Linked DNA regions of Sus scrofa: region 2 is linked to region 1. A link is a contact called in public Hi-C data. All regions are on one chromosome and are shown on one strand. Each heading gives the region's core, a stretch centred on a gene start, on an enhancer-like site or on the middle of the called end of the contact. The rest is flanking DNA. Distances are from core to core; before and after follow the strand shown.

What was found. A called contact is a pair of places that touch in the nucleus more often than the background predicts.
Region 2: a contact with region 1 is called in a Hi-C map of embryonic fibroblasts, with 2.5 times the contacts expected there. The contact joins two enhancer-like sites. A contact is called at or near these places in 1 of 5 promoter capture datasets (liver), 10 of 47 Hi-C or Micro-C datasets (embryonic fibroblasts, fetal heart ventricle, fetal skeletal muscle and 6 more) and 2 of 2 datasets of contacts at active chromatin or transcription factors (alveolar macrophages and skeletal muscle).

What each region holds. Positions count from the first base shown.
Region 1 is chr6:48,604,717-48,612,068 of Sscrofa11.1, reverse strand. It overlaps a transcript of AKT2 not described here. Among named protein-coding and RNA genes, the nearest start is that of AKT2, 20 kb to the right of the region's middle. Within about 2 kb of position 2,473, at least 8 of the 83 cell types and tissues checked have an H3K27ac peak or open chromatin away from gene starts, as enhancers often do. A contact at or near this core is called in embryonic fibroblasts, where this site is marked.
Region 2 is chr6:48,835,119-48,842,470 of Sscrofa11.1, reverse strand. It overlaps LTBP4 (latent-transforming growth factor beta-binding protein 4), which reads right to left. Exons shown (of 34, transcript XM_021094399.1): 5 at 3,262-3,453; 6 at 2,836-3,083; 7 at 2,657-2,759; 8 at 2,229-2,303; 9 at 2,076-2,132; 10 at 2,011-2,073; 11 at 1,298-1,462; 12 at 439-588; 13 at 168-311. Among named protein-coding and RNA genes, the nearest start is that of LTBP4, 7.8 kb to the right of the region's middle. Within about 2 kb of position 4,485, at least 42 of the 83 cell types and tissues checked have an H3K27ac peak or open chromatin away from gene starts, as enhancers often do. A contact at or near this core is called in embryonic fibroblasts, where this site is marked.

The sequences.
Region 1 (7,352 bases), core at 1,224-3,723:
ACGTTAAATATCTTTTAATATCCTAATTAGAAAGAATTTCCTTTTAAAGTAACTGCACAGGAGCTCCTGTTGTGGCTCAGCAGGTCATGAACCTGACCAGCATCCATGAGGATGCGTGTTTGATCCCTGGCCTCGTTGAGTGGGTTAAAGGATCTGGCGTTGCCACGAGCTATGATGTAGGTCATAGACGTGACTAGGATCCAGCATTGCTGTGTAGGCAGGCAGCTGCAGCTCCGATTTGACCTCTAGCCTGGAAACTTCCATATGCCACAGGTGCAGCCCTAAAAAGCAAAAAAAAAAAAAAAAAGGGGGGGGGATATACCTTTGAACCACAGCAGTGCCTCTTGTGTACCCAACCGTTTGCTCACATGGGAGCCTATCCATAGGGTAAACATTGAGGAGATAAATTGCAGAGGCAAAGGGAATGCATCTATGTTTTATAAGTTTGAATTTATGTCATTTATATGTTTAAAAGTAAATATTGAGACTAATCGGATTTGTCTGAGGAACATTCTAATTTTTCCTCCAGTATTAATGGCCAGCAGGTTCAGTCAATCAGAATCAGCAGCCATTTTATTTCCGTACATCATTTTGGCTAAATCTTGCAGAGTTCAAGACTGATTTTTACATAGACTTGAATGTCAGGTTGAGGTGGAGGTTCAGAGCACACAGACTTACATTCATTTTTTCCAAAGTTTCTCCCTAAAGCTGCCTTTTCTGCTTCCTCATATTTAATGCAGCGCTTGTTCCTCAGTGATCAACATAGTATATTCTGGGGACTGGTTGGTTTTCGTGATGGTCCGTTATGATTGATAGCTTGAGCTCTGCAGCTGTGTGATCTTGAGCCAGTTACTCAACCTCTCTGTGCTTCAGTTTCCTCTTCACTGAGATGGGAGTAGATGGACAGCATCTACCTCACAGGATGATTGTGAGGATCAAAGGAGTCATGTGAAGGGCTTAAAACAGTGCCTGGTGGAAGTTCCCATTGTGGCTCAGCGGTAATGAGCTCGACTAGTAGCCACGAGGTTTTGGGTTCAGTCTCTGGCCTCGCTCAATGGATTAAGGATCTGACGTTGCTGTGAGCTGTGAGGTGGGTCACAGACACGGCTCATATTTGGCGTTGCTGTGGCTGTGGCTGTGACTGGCAGCTGTAGCTCTGATTCGACCCCTAGCCTGGGGACGTCCATATGTCCCACCTGCAGCCCTAAAAAGCAAAGCAGAAACAAAAACAGAATAGTACCTGGCACAACATGCTTTTCTAATTTAGCTCTGAAACTGACAATATTCAGGGAAGATTTTCAGCACCTGCATTAGAACCACCACTAAAGACCCCTTTAATGACCTTCTCATTGGCTACAAAAAAGAACTCTTGGGGTACTTTTTGTTGTTGTTGTTTTTGTTTTTTTGCCTTTTCTAGGGCCGTTCTTGGGGCATATGGAAGTTCCCAGGCTAGGGGTCTAATCGGAGCCGTAGCTGCCAGCCTATGCCAGAGCCACAGCAATGCAGGATCCAAGCCAAGTCTGCGACCTACACCACAGCTCAGGGCAACGCCGGATCCTTAACCCACTAAGCAAGGCCAGGGATCAAACCTGCAACTTCATGGTTCCTAGTTGGATTTGTCCACCACTGCGCCAGGACGGGAATTCCTTTTATTTTTTTCTTTCTTATTTCTATTTTTTCCTTTTTTTTTTTTTTTTTTTTTTTGGGGGCCACACTCACAGCATATGGAGATTCCTAGGCTAGGGGTGGAATTGGAGTTCCAGCTGCCAGCCTACGCCACAGCCACAGCAACGCAGGATATGAGCCCTGTCTGTGACCTACACTGCAGCTCACAGCAACGCCAGATCTTTAACCCACTGAGTGAGGCCAGGGATCGAACCCTCATCCTCATGGATACTAGTCCGGTTTGTAACCCACTGAGTCATAACAGGAACTCCCCACACATGTTTTTGAACCATTTGAAGTTGACATCATGCCCCTCTACCTTGCAGTACTTCCATGGGCATTCCTTAAGAACAAGAATAATTTATTTCATAAGCACAGTGTCATTATTGAAACCAAGAAATTTAACACCGGGTCTCTTTTATAAATCCCAGTTCCTATTCCAGTTTCATCAATTGTTCCAATAACATTTGTTGTTGCCATTTTTCCCCTGGATCAGAATCCAGTTCCAATCATGTTTAGGTGTCATGTCAGAATTTTCCTTTTGTTGTATTATTTTTTAACTGGTTTTTATTTTTTTCCATTATATATTTCATGATTATTATTAGGCCACACCCACAGCATGTTCCCAAGCCAGGGATGGAACCCACAGCACAGCAGTGACCTAAGCAACGCTGGATCCTTAACCCACTGCACCACAGGAGAACTCCCAGAGTTTCCTTTTAAACAGTGAATGGTTCAGTAACAGCACAAAGGTCCGACTTCCTCCGAGAGGGTCTGAGGCCTACAAGTCCTCTAGGTCCCAGCAGGGCTGGGCAGCACACATGCTGCCATCTTGTGGCAACAGAATGAATAGCGTTTCTGAATCATCAGGTTGGGCAGCTGTGAAATTAATACACTTTCTTAATGACCAAAAAAAAAAAAAAGTGACATTCATATTATCTCAATTTTTCTTTTTTTTAAGGGCTGCACCTGCAGTGCCTGGAAGTTTCCAGGCTGGGGGATGAATCAGAGCTGCAGCTGCCAGCCTACACCACAGCTACAGCAACGCTGGATCCTTAACTCACTGAGCAAGGTCAGGGATCAAATACGATTCCTCACAAATACTAGTTGGGCTCTTAACCCGCTGAGCCACAACAAGAACACCTTATCTCAAATTTTTTTTTCGTTTTGTCTTTTTAGGGCTGAACCTCTGGCATATGGAAGTTCCCAGGCTAGGGGAGCTGGGAATCAGACCTGCAGCTGCCAGCCTATAACACAGCCACAGCGACACCAGATCTGAGCCACGTCTGCGACCTACATCACAGCTTATGGCAACGCCAGATCCTTAAGCCACTGATCAGGACCAGGGATCCAACCCACATTCTCAGGGATACTAGTCAGGTTCATAAACTGCTGAACCACAATGGGAACTCAATTTTTCTTAATAATGTGAGAAACTATGTTTTAATCATTTCTCTGATTCAAATCCACATACTATAATTTAGCATAAAATGAGATTTTGCTGTGTTTCAAATCTGAACCCATGCAGATGAAGTTCAGGGCGAAAGTGTGGGCTTGGCCTGAGACATCTTTGGGGAATGGATTTGGGCGCCGCATTCTGGCTATGTGATATTTTGCAAGATACTTCCCTCTGTTTTAATTGTCCTAATCAAAATCACGTTCCATCCAAACAAACAAAAAACAGAAACAAAGTGGAGTTCCCGTTGTGGTGCAGCGGAAACGATTCCGACTAGGAACCATGAGGTTGCAGGTTCGATCCCTGACCTTGCTCAGTGGGTTAAGCATCTGGCCTTGCCGTGAGCTGTGATGTAGATCTCAGACGCCACTTGGATCTGATGTGGCTGTGGCTGTGGTGTAGGCCGGCAGCTGTAGCTCTGATTTAACCCCTAGCCTGGGAACCTCCATATGCCGCAGGTGCGGCCCTAAAAAGCAAAAAAATAAATGAAAAAAAGAAAAAAGGGCTTTGAGCACATTTCAGAGAAGCTACAGGCCCTTCTCCCCAGAAAGGCACATGTGCAGCTCATATTTATAGCCCTAGGCGGGAAGTTCACAGAAGAGATTAGAAGGTAGAGAACAATTTGGGGTTTCAGGGAATTTTCTCCTCAATCACCCTTGATGTGGAAATTGAGAGACTGAGGCCCCCAAAATAGTAATTAAGTGGTTTGCCAAAGCAACGCAAAGGACAGAATTGGGGCCATTACTTTCCATTTGTCAGCATACGAGTTTGAACCCAGGCTCTTGTATCAGATTGCCTGGGTTCAAATCCCACCTCCTCCCCTTACTTGTCCGGGGACCCTTGCAACTCCCTTATCATTACTGTCGCACGTAACCTCCAAGTTGGTGTTGACAGCAACAGGATAGCATCGGTGGAACTATGTCAAGAACAAAACGTGGTCTGTAACAATAGCTAAATAAATTCTATTGCTGTTACTTTGCAGTGAGGAAAGGCAGGCTCAGAGAAGTAAAGTTGTCTTGACAAGGACACAGGAAAGGCATGATTAGCACTAAGGCCTTAGGAGTTCTCTTGTGGCGCAGCGGGTTAAGGATCCAGCATTGTCACGGCAGCAGCTTGGGTTGCTGTAGGTGCGGCCAAACAAAACAAAACCCCAAAAAACTAAGCCTAATCTATTTCCAAAGTCAGTGAGTGTTGGAAGTTCCAGTGTGTCTCAACAGGTTAGGGAGCGGGTGTTGTCATTTCAGTAGCTCTGGTCACTTACTGCAGCCAAAAAAGAAAACCAAAATGATACCAAAAAAAAAAAAAAAAAAAAGAGTTCCCCTCATTGGCTTAACGAACCCAACTAGGATCCATAAGGACTCAGGTTCGATCCCTGGCTTCGATCAGTGGGTTAAGGATACAGCGTTGCTGTGAGCTGCGTTGTAGGTCGCAGACCTGGCTTGGATCCCGTGTTGCTGTGGCTGCCTGAGGACCTCCCTATGACACGGGTGCAGCCTTAAAAAGACAAAAACAAACAAAAAACAACCCCTCCCAAACAAACCCACAACCAAAACCAAACCAATGAGTGTTGTTCGCCCCCAGACTAGTATTTCTCAAACTGCATGACCCATTAGTAGGTCAGAAAATCAGTTCAGCAGGGTCTCAAACAACACTGAAAGAAAAAAAAAAAAAAAAAAAGAAATATCAGAGTGCCTCTTACATAAGGGTAAGTTATGCAGAGTTCCAAGATGGAGACCCAGCATGGATCCAAGGACTAGTTCCAGCACCAGGTCTACCTTTGGAGAAACTACCTCCGGGGAAACTACCTCCACTGAGCAGAACTTGCCTGAGACACTCTCACAGACTTAGGTAGACCCAGGATTCTTCAACTCCCAGCCAGGCCTTCTAGAAGTATACACTAACCAATGCATACTTGCCAAGCTGCGTAGTATTACTGGAACGCAAATTCAGAAGGTAGGAAGCCCCACCCAACCTATGAGAGGGAGCCAGATGTTTTAACAGCTTCCCCGGTATACTAATAAACGGGCCAGCATCTGTGCAAAGTTTTTTTTACAAGGCGATTTTAAGGCCTTGGTAAGCCCAAGTTACCCTGTAAAAAAGTTATATCCCATATTTAATTGCGTACATATGTCGTGCAAATAGGATCTTAATATTCTGGAGTCATAGCATGTCTAATTGATATAAATCATTCTGTTTACATAAAATAGCCCCATAGCCCAGAGACAGGGCTATGATTATTTCCATTTTGCAGATGTGGTTACTGAGGCACAGAAAATGGTCACAGTCACCGGCAAGGAAATACAAAGCTGGGTTTCTGTGACTTCAGAATCTGTGCTCAACCATGAGAGGCTATACAGAAAAGGAATCCCTTTCTAACGCCCGCTCCCCGGCTCGGAACCGGGACCAGAAGCGAGAGCAGAGTAAAAAGAGATCAAAGCCTATGTAATTAAGGACCAGGGGCTGCCGGGAAATATCACAGCTGTAGCCTCCAGGGAAAGCAGGCGTCAAAGTCCTATTGAGCATGCGCAAATTCTAGCTCGCCTTTCCGTCTGGCGCACGCGCGAGGCACATCCCTTAACCACACCGCCTCAAACTTGCCTAAAGTACGCAGGCGCCCGGCTCTGAATCCGCCACAGCCCCTGCCCTGCGCTTGCGTTCTTGCGCTCCCCGAGTCCCTCTCGCCTTCTCTTACGTCAGTTCCTGTTTGTGGCGGGAGAAGGCGGTATTTCCGTCCAAAGGGTGGGAGGGGGCGGTAAGCGGGGGCTGGGGGAGGGGGCGGGGGGGCCGCGCCGCGCGAGCCGTTGGGCCTGGCTCCGCGAAGGCGTTGCTGTTGCCGCTGCCGCCGCCAGGAAATACAGGGAGAGGGATCAAGCGCAGCGTGGCGATGGGCAGGAGTAGAACCCCGCCAGAGGGGCTGGGCGGCCGCCGGTGACAGGTGAGTGCGCCAGCGCGTGTCCCCGAGCGCTCCCTGCCCCGCGTTGGTCGCGTCCCGACCCCCCGGAAAGCCGCGCTGGGCCGAACCACCGGTACTCTCCGGGCGGGAACCGTGGTCCTTAAGCCCCCCCCTTCCGGGACTGAGTGGGGGTGGCTGCGCGGGGGCGGCTGGACTAGCCCTGAGGGGGCGGGGGCGGAGAGCTGTACCACCGAAGCGGCAGGCGGCGCATATCAAAGTGCGGCGACGGAACCACGGAAGGGCTGGGGGCGCAGACCCCAACGTGTCCGGGCTGTGGGTTGAGTCAGTGGGGTTAGCGGGGAGAGCGCGCCCGGCGTGCGAGAGCTAAGCCTGTGAGGGGGCGCGTAGCGTAGGGGGCTGGACCTATTCGGGGCTGTGGGAACAGCTCCTAGAGCGTGTTTAGAGAGGTGGGGGCTTCTGGGGAGGGAGCGCTATCAAGTGTGGCTCGGGGAGCGCCCTCTGGGTTGTACCACTGAGGTCCCGGGGGGAGCCATCCTTAGAACGTAGAGCTGAGCTGTATCAAAGGAGGGTTGTGATGTTAATCTTGAGGGACCACGCGGGGCGGGGGGACCGCGGCAGTACTTGGGGAGCGCTGTGATGCTGGGTGATGAGGAGGGGGTTCTGCCTCCTGTGTTTGTTGGGTGGAGCCTGGGGGTTTACACTGAGCCGGAGAAGGGAGGATCACCCTTTATTGAACTTCTTACTGACTTTGGGGAGAATTGGATGGTCAGTGGGACTGCTGTCTACTCTAGAACCTTTTCATGATATTAAACCTTATTTTAAGGTGTGTGGGACACCTCTGTGGCAAATTCTTCCCGTGGTTTTGGCGGGGAAGGAGGAGGGGAGTTATCTTAGAAGCCACTTAAGTTTTTCTGAGCTTTTGGCTCCATATTAGGGAGGGGAGACGATATCGAGCTTAGATTTGAGGTTTTGTGCCCCTGGGCCTGCTTAAGACTCGAGAGGAAGGAGTTTTTGAGGGACACTGCTCCCCGAGGGTAGGGTGGCTGGGGACATCTTTATCCTTGGGATTCTGGGGACCCCTTGCCTCTCATTTGGGAGCCACTGGGCTCAGCAAGAGCCCTGGGCTTAATTAGGTCGTCTTTGGTCTGCCTTTCAACTTTGTTTACTCTTCCCCTCTCAGAGAAGCATTGCGAGCCTTGCACTAATAGTGGTTGGTGGTGGATGCCAAGGGTCCAGGCACTACCCAGGCCCCTCCATTCTGGCCATAAGGCCACACACACATGTTTGTGTCTCCTTGGTCAGCAGTCCAGCCGCCCA
Region 2 (7,352 bases), core at 3,236-5,735, 230 kb before region 1:
ATGTAACTACCACCTCACGCTTCAAACTTTATCTTTTCCCACCCATTCCTTAACTCTTCTGGTGGTCACTTCCCCATATGTTCCATTGAATCTTCATCTTGGAGCCCTCTCTCCCAGAATTCCTGCCTGTAATACCCCCAGCAGTGCCCTCAGTCCCTCTACCGCACCTGATTCAGGGATCTCAGGACCTGTCCAAGCAGGGATGCTGGGCAGAGGAAGCTCAGGGCGTGGCCGGGGCTCTGGCCGGGGCTCTGGCCGGAGCTCTGGCCGAGGCTCAGGCCGGGGTTCTGGGCGATGAGTGGGCAGAAAGCCTGGTAAAGAAGGGGTATCACCAGTGGAGACCTGGATCTGGGTGTCCCTGCTCCTCCTCCCCTTTTGCCTATGGGGCTGGGGCAGCCCCCTGGAGATCCACACCCCCTTCTCCAGAAGCCAGCTCACCTGCGGGTGGCCGAGAGGTGGAGGATGGGGCCCGGGCCTGGCTGAGGGACACTCGGGGTGGCTCCGGGCCCAGAGGTCTGGTGTTGTAGCGGAGATCAGAGGCAGAGTAGTGGTAACCAGGGCCAGCGGGGCATATCTCCCGAAAACCCTCTGAGAACAGGAAAGAGAGGAAGATGAGCAGAGAAAGGGCGAGGAGCAGGGAGAATGAGAGGAAAAGAGAGATGCTCGGAAGAGAGAGAGGAGAAAGGTCTGGAGTCTGGCCTTGACTGAGGGTAGGGTTTGGCCTGGGAGTGTGCCAGGGGTTTGAGTTGGTGCTGAGATGGGGTTGTACTATGGCCAAAGAATGGGATGTCTCAGAGGCTAAGGGCGGGCCAAGGATGTTTTCCCCTCTTTGGGATGGTAGTAGTGATAGGCCTTGAGGGCAGGGTCTGGTTTGGTGTCTGTAGGGATGGATTTGAAGACCAGAAAACAGATCTATTGAGGGGTCTGGTTTTATACAGAAGCAAGATTGCCAGGGAGGTATCCCTGGGAGAGGCATGCTGGGGGCGGAGCCCAAGGTGGAGCCTAGACTGAAGGCAGTGTCTCAGGAGCTGGGGACTTGGCCAAAGCCTGGGGACAAGATTGGGTAGGCAGCAAATCTCTAGGGCTAGGGCAGGCCAAGCCTGGGGGTGACGATCAGCCAGTCGACACAGCCTAACTTCTAAGTCGAGTGTCTCACCTCTGAGTGTGCCCAAGATGGGGCGGGAGGGTCTGGGTGGAGTCTAGTCTGAAGGTAGATTGGCTCAGAGACTGGGGGCTTTTCTACTCAAATGGGGCCGCTGGTGCTAAGTCTGGGGAAGGCCCGACAGGGGGCGCTCACCTGAGCCAAAGGGTGGGCAGAGCTGGCAACCCCGGCCCCAGGCTTTGCCCACACGGCTACAGCAGCAGATCTGCTTGGTGATGTTGCGCAGAATCGGCAGGGAGCAGCCGCCGTCGCGGAGCACGCGGAAGCAGGGCCCCTTGGCCTCTGAGATCACATGTTGGGCTGGGAGAGGGAGAGGAAATTCTTTAGGACGGGGTTGGGAGTGCGGGGGTGGGGGGTGGGGGGAGGGACTAGGGGAGTTGGGGGTGGGGGATGGTCCCAAGGAAGGTTCGGTGGGTGCGAGGGGTATTTGGGGGAGCTCTGAGAGAGTCTGAGGAAGAGCTGAGGGGTCTGGAGGTCTGAGAAGGGTTTGGGGCCAGAGGAGAGTCTGTGGTGAATGAAAAATCTGGGAATGATCTCAGAATCTGAAGCAGGTCTGGTGGTGGAGAAAGATGAGGGCATATGGGACTCTGAGAGGAGCTGATGAAAGTCTGGGGATCTGAAGGGATCAGTATGCAAAAGCTTTGAGGCATTCTTAGAGGGGCTGAGGAAGGTCCGCGGAGTCTGGGGGTGTATGAGAGCCTGAGACGTCCTGAGAGGGACCTAAGAGTGACTGGAGAGACCTGGGAGTCTGGAGATGGGGGTGGGTATCTAAGGGAATTAGACCCAGGGATGCTCCAGCCTGTGGGCAGAGAGGATATGGGACCCAGCTTCAGGCCGCGAGGGCTCACAGATGCAGCTGCTGCGGGACGAGTCGAGCAGGAAGCCGTCGGGGCACACGCAGGTGTACCCCCATGCGTGTTCGCACACTCCCCATGCTGGCAGCGCCCTCCTGTCGCGCACTCATCCACATCTGCGAGGGATGGGGTGGTCCCAGTGGAGTCAGGGGCAAGCTCCCTGCCAGTCCCGCCCCTAAAGCCAAGCTCCTCCCACCACTGCCCAAGCTCACCTTCGCAGGACCCATTAACCCTTTCAAAACCAGCTGGACACGGCCCATCTGGGGCGCCCGCTTGGTCGGAGTTACCTGTGGAGAAAGGAGATAGGTGGGCCAGGGGCGGGTGGATGGAGGATGGAGTGCGAAGTGATGAAAATGGGGTGGGAGGAACTCAAAGGCATTGGGTGTAGTCTGAGTGCAAAGTCAGCTTTAAGTCGGCAATGTGCATGAGTGGGGCTATGGCACAAAGGCGAGGAGAGGACAGGGTAGCCAATGTCAGAAAACGGTGTGGATAGATCTAGGCTGGAAATGATCTCCACGACGGGGTAGAAGTGGCTAGAATTTTGGAGTGGGGGGCGGGTAATCTATGGGCAGAGTACAGGAGCGGCGGGGTTCTCACCCTTTCCCCGCCCCGATAACCCCGGGGAGGTCCTGGGGCTTACCCAGGAGCTCTGAGCACGACTGACAGTCGTGAACACCCCAGGCCAAGCCAGCCCCTCCGCAGCAGACCTCTTGCGTCCGGAGCCCGGGCAGCGGGGACGCACACTGTGGGGAAGCGTAGGGTGAGCGCGCCCCCGCGCGGTGGCTTGCTCGGGGCCCCTCCCCACCGGCCTCCTCTCACTTCGCCTCCGCGCAGTTCCCGAAAGCAGTAACCGAAGCCTGAGGCATCCGAGTAGCCGTCCTCGCGGGGAGCGCTCTGTGCCAGCACCGTGTAGGGCGCTGCTGCCTCGGCCCGCGCCGCCGCCTCGGCCCGCGCCACTGCCTCGGCGTCTGCCTCCTCCCAAGGGCCAGACACACGCTCCACCTGGTGCACCACCACCGACGCCTCCTGCGGGTGCTCCACGTGGACGCTCACCATAGACGCCACGCCTGGAGAGAGGCACGGCAGGGAAAAGTGGTGTCTATACAGATTCTCACCAACTGGGACTAGGAATGGGGGAAAGGGCGCCTTGGAAGAGAACTCAGGGGTAGGCAGGAAAGATGCGGGTCAGAGGAACAGCATGGGGCTGGACAGAGGGGTTGGAGGGGACTGCCACGCTCCCCTCACCATGTTCGTCGTCGCGGTGGTTGGCCAGTGGCATGGTGTACACAGAGCGGGTGAAGCCTGGCATGGCCGGGGCCGGGGGTCGGGCGCCGGTTGAGTGCAACTGGCAGAACTTGCCAGCGAAGTCCGGGGGACAGAGGCAGCGGTCAGGTTTCACGCACACGCCTCCGTTGTGACAGATCAAGGGACACAGGACTAGGGGGAGAGTGAGGACACTCAGGGCCTGCAACCCTCCTTGCAGCCCCCCCCGGGGGAACTATTGCACCCAAACTAAGTCCCCAACATTGTAACTACAGTCTCAAAGGTATCACTCAGTTCTAAGTCGTTCTTCCACGAGCTGTCTCGCGTCATCTCCCATTAACACTGGCCCCTTGCATCGGCTGGGTCCAGTCGAACAGCCCTTGGTGGTATAGCTTCGCCCACTGGGTCCTCTCATCAAACTCTCTAGATCCTCATTCACTTTCCTGTCACCCCTCCCTCCCTCTCGTGTTCCACTTTCTGGCTGAGTCTCCAGAACTAGCCCCGCCCGGTATTGTCCCGCCCATAGGCTCAGCGCCACCTACTTCGAATTTAAGTCCGAGCATTTTTACCGTCCCAGCCCGGCAGACCCAGCGCAGGTCACTTCCACTGACTAAAACCGCATTTTTAGGAGTTCCCGTATTGGCGCAACGGTAATGAACCCGACTAGTATCCATGAGGACACGAGTTCGACCCCTGGCCTGGCTCAGTGGGTTAAGGACCCGGCTTGCCCATGAGCTGTGGTGTAGGTCGCAGGCGCAACTCGAATCTGGAGTTGCTGTGGCTGCGGGTAAGCTCGAATTCGACCCCTAGGCTGGGAACTTCCATGTGCCGCGGGTGCGGCGTTAAAAAGACAAAAAATGAATTAAAAAAATAAAACCGCATTTTTAGCCGCTCCCCGGCACCACTCCACGCTCGCAACTCTCTCCTTACCATTCTAGGCATGCTCACACCCTGTCTGGCTTGCTTCAAAATGTTCAAGTTCCGCCCACAGGCGAAGCATTCCCCCCCGGCCCCCCTTCTATGAACCTCGCCCACATCCCCTTCATCTCCCGAGGGATCGTAAACCCGGTCTATCAAGGCCTTGAGCCCTGTCCTAACCTGCTGCCTTTAGCCCCACCCACCTCCCTTTCCTCAAGTTAATCTGCCCGGTTCAGGCTACTCCACCTCCCGGCTGTCCCGGCATCCTAGCCCCACCCACCTCACTTTGTCTCCGCCCACCTACCCTCTGGCTCCGGCTCCGGGTTTCTAGCTCTGCTTTCCCGCCTCCAGTAGCCCGGGGAGGGGCCAGCGGGAACGCGCTTGCTTTCCCCTCTGCGCGCTCTCGCTGGGCCCCCAGCCACCTTTGGGCGGGGCACTGCCAGCTGTGCGGCGGGGTAAACAAAGAGAGGGGTGCGGCGGGGGCAGGGCGGCGGCTCCGCATTCCGGACCCTTGGGGAGCCCTGGACCCGCTGTGCCAAAAAAGGCCGGACGTATCCCGCGACGGCGCCTCCTCCCTTTCTCCCCCGGGGAGGCCTAGAACAGCTGGAGACAGCTGTGAGGAGGGGAGGAAGGGGGCAAGCGGCCGGGGCCGCCCAGGAAGGCGTGTGTGGGATTCTGAGCCACACACTGGAGAGAGGAAGGCATAGAGGGAGCTCCCTCAATTTAGAAGGGTAAAGTGACTGGACTTGTGGGAGGAGGTCAGTTAACTAGAGGGATGCACTCTGGGGTTCAAAGACTGCTGGAGGCTTCTGGAACAGAAAGGAAGCCTATCCCAGAGGAAACTAAGGCACCCTTCAACAGAAGGAATCCCTTAAGACCTTTTGGGGAGAGTTACCGAAATAAATAGGACTGTAGTGTCTTCTAGGGAATGCCCAGGTTGAGGGTGCTGAGAACAAGGTTTAGATGGAGAAGTGGGATTCCGGGGGGGTCTCTGGCACACAATTATCTGGGAGGACTCTCAGACACTGTGGAGTCCCCCTTCGCCTCTCAGCTAAAGGATCAGGTACCCAAGTCTTTTCAGCTGCTTGGGGGAGGTTATTCTGGGAGAATTAGCAGAGAGCAACTCTGGGTTTCTCTGTAGATGGATAAGAAGTTCCTAAGGAGGGAGCCAGTTGGAAGAGAAGGACTTGGATAGACAGGAATTGGGGATCTCGGATGGGACTCAGTTGGAAACATAAGAAAATGAGAGCCTTCTGTGGGAAGAGAATTTGGCTAGGGAGCAGAGTTATCTCTGCAGAGGCTTTGTAATCGTGTTTCCCCTGGAAGTGGGAAGGAATAGCTGAGGGACAACACTCCGTTCTCTGGTGAGGGGCACTGTTTGGGGAGATTACATCAGAGAAGGAGAGGGAATTTCACCGGAGGGGTTGGTCTCCAGAGTCTGTTGATAGGAATGCAGAGGGGCTTAGGCCCTGAGGGCAGAGATTCTGGGCTCTCCGAGTTCGGGAAGTCAGGCCAGGACTCCAGGGTGCTCTAATAGCGGTCCTTAATTGAGTAGCAGGCCTAGGAGAGGCTTAACTATGCTTCAAGATTCCAAAATAGGAAGGGTCTCTGCTGGCGGTGCTGGTAATCCAGCTAGGTCTGGGTTCATTGCCTGGCCTCCAAAGACGTTTCTCCGTCTTCTCTTGGCCTGGATCTATGCCCCCCTGCCCAGCTCCCTGAGGGTTCCCACACCCAGGGCGGGCCGCTAGATGGGCACAGGCAACTCCATGTCCCGGGCCCCTGGAGGAATGAGGAGCTGAGGACATTGAGGTCCTCGCGAGGTCAGCCCCCCTTCACAGGCCCCTCCTTGTGCCTCCAGGGGCTTGGCACCCGCCTGGGCACGGCGCCTGGCACGGGCGCGTTGAGGCTGGGCTGGGAGGGAGTGAAGGAAGGAGGGAGGAAGGGGAGGAGAGAGGGAGTGGCAGCAGGCGGGGGCTCAGGCGCGAGATGAGCTCACGCCGGCCAGGGCTGGGTTGGCTGGGGGCCAGGATGGGCGAGTTCTCGGCGCCAGGGGCCCCCACTCCCCACTCCAAAGGGTGTCCCGGGTGGGAGGCAGGTAGGCCCGGACGCCTGAGAGCCCACCCACCAACACACTCTGGGGCCAACAGGTGGCCTACGCCCCCATCTCACCTGACCCCCCCCACCACCCCGGTAAGCCCCATCTCTAGGGGAGCCCTGTGAGCACCCTCCTTCTGTTTTCTCTGCCCCCAGGGGGCGCCTTTCCCCTAGGCCTCTTGCCCGGATTGCTCTCCCACGTGCGACCCTTGCAACTCAGGGTCCTGCAGAGACCCTTTTACGGACTCTTCCCCTCTCAGCTCTCTGGATCACCCCAATCCCCCTCCTCACAGGCATCCCGTCTTGGACTTTTCTCCCACCCAAAGACGCAGAAACTGGGACACCTCCCCACTCCACCCCGGCCTTGGACCTCTCTCTTGGACTCTGGAGACCCCTTACTTACAGTCTCAGAATTCCGGACCCCCTTCCCCCAAACTCCCAAGCCCCTCAATTCTGGTATTCCTCACTTGGACTCAAAGGAATGAAAGTCAGCCCCAAGCCCCTCACTGGGACCCACAGGTCCCTGAGAAGGCTCCTTGCTTGCGAAGTCAAGAGCCTCAGGACCCAACCCCCAAAGCCAGGAACCTGAGGCTCTCTTCCTTAACCACGCCGCCGGGGACTCCCCAGCACCACTGCAGAGGCGTCCGGGCTCCCTCTCCCGGGGGGGCTGTCGCCTCCATCCCCGGGGATCCTCCTCCCCCTGGAAAGCCCTCCCTTGGGACCACCACCCCGCACTCACAGGCGCGGAAGCCGGGTCCCCCCGGGGCCGCCCCGCCGGGCGCGCCGCTGTCCACGCTGGTGGTGTTGCGGGGCGCGCAGGTCGGGGTACAGCGGGGGCCGGTGGGCCCATGGACGCAGCGCAGGCCGCACACGGCCGGGGTGAAGCGCACGCGGAGGCGCTCTTGGGGCCGGCCCAGCCCGGGCTGCGGCCGGAGCAGCGCCAGCAGCACCAATAGCGACACCCAGAGCAGCCGCGCGCCGCCCGCCATGGCTGCAGCGCCGCGCTCCGCCGCGCCGCCGCCCCAGCCCGCCCGAGGGGCCCGGCCGCGCCCGCCCGCCCG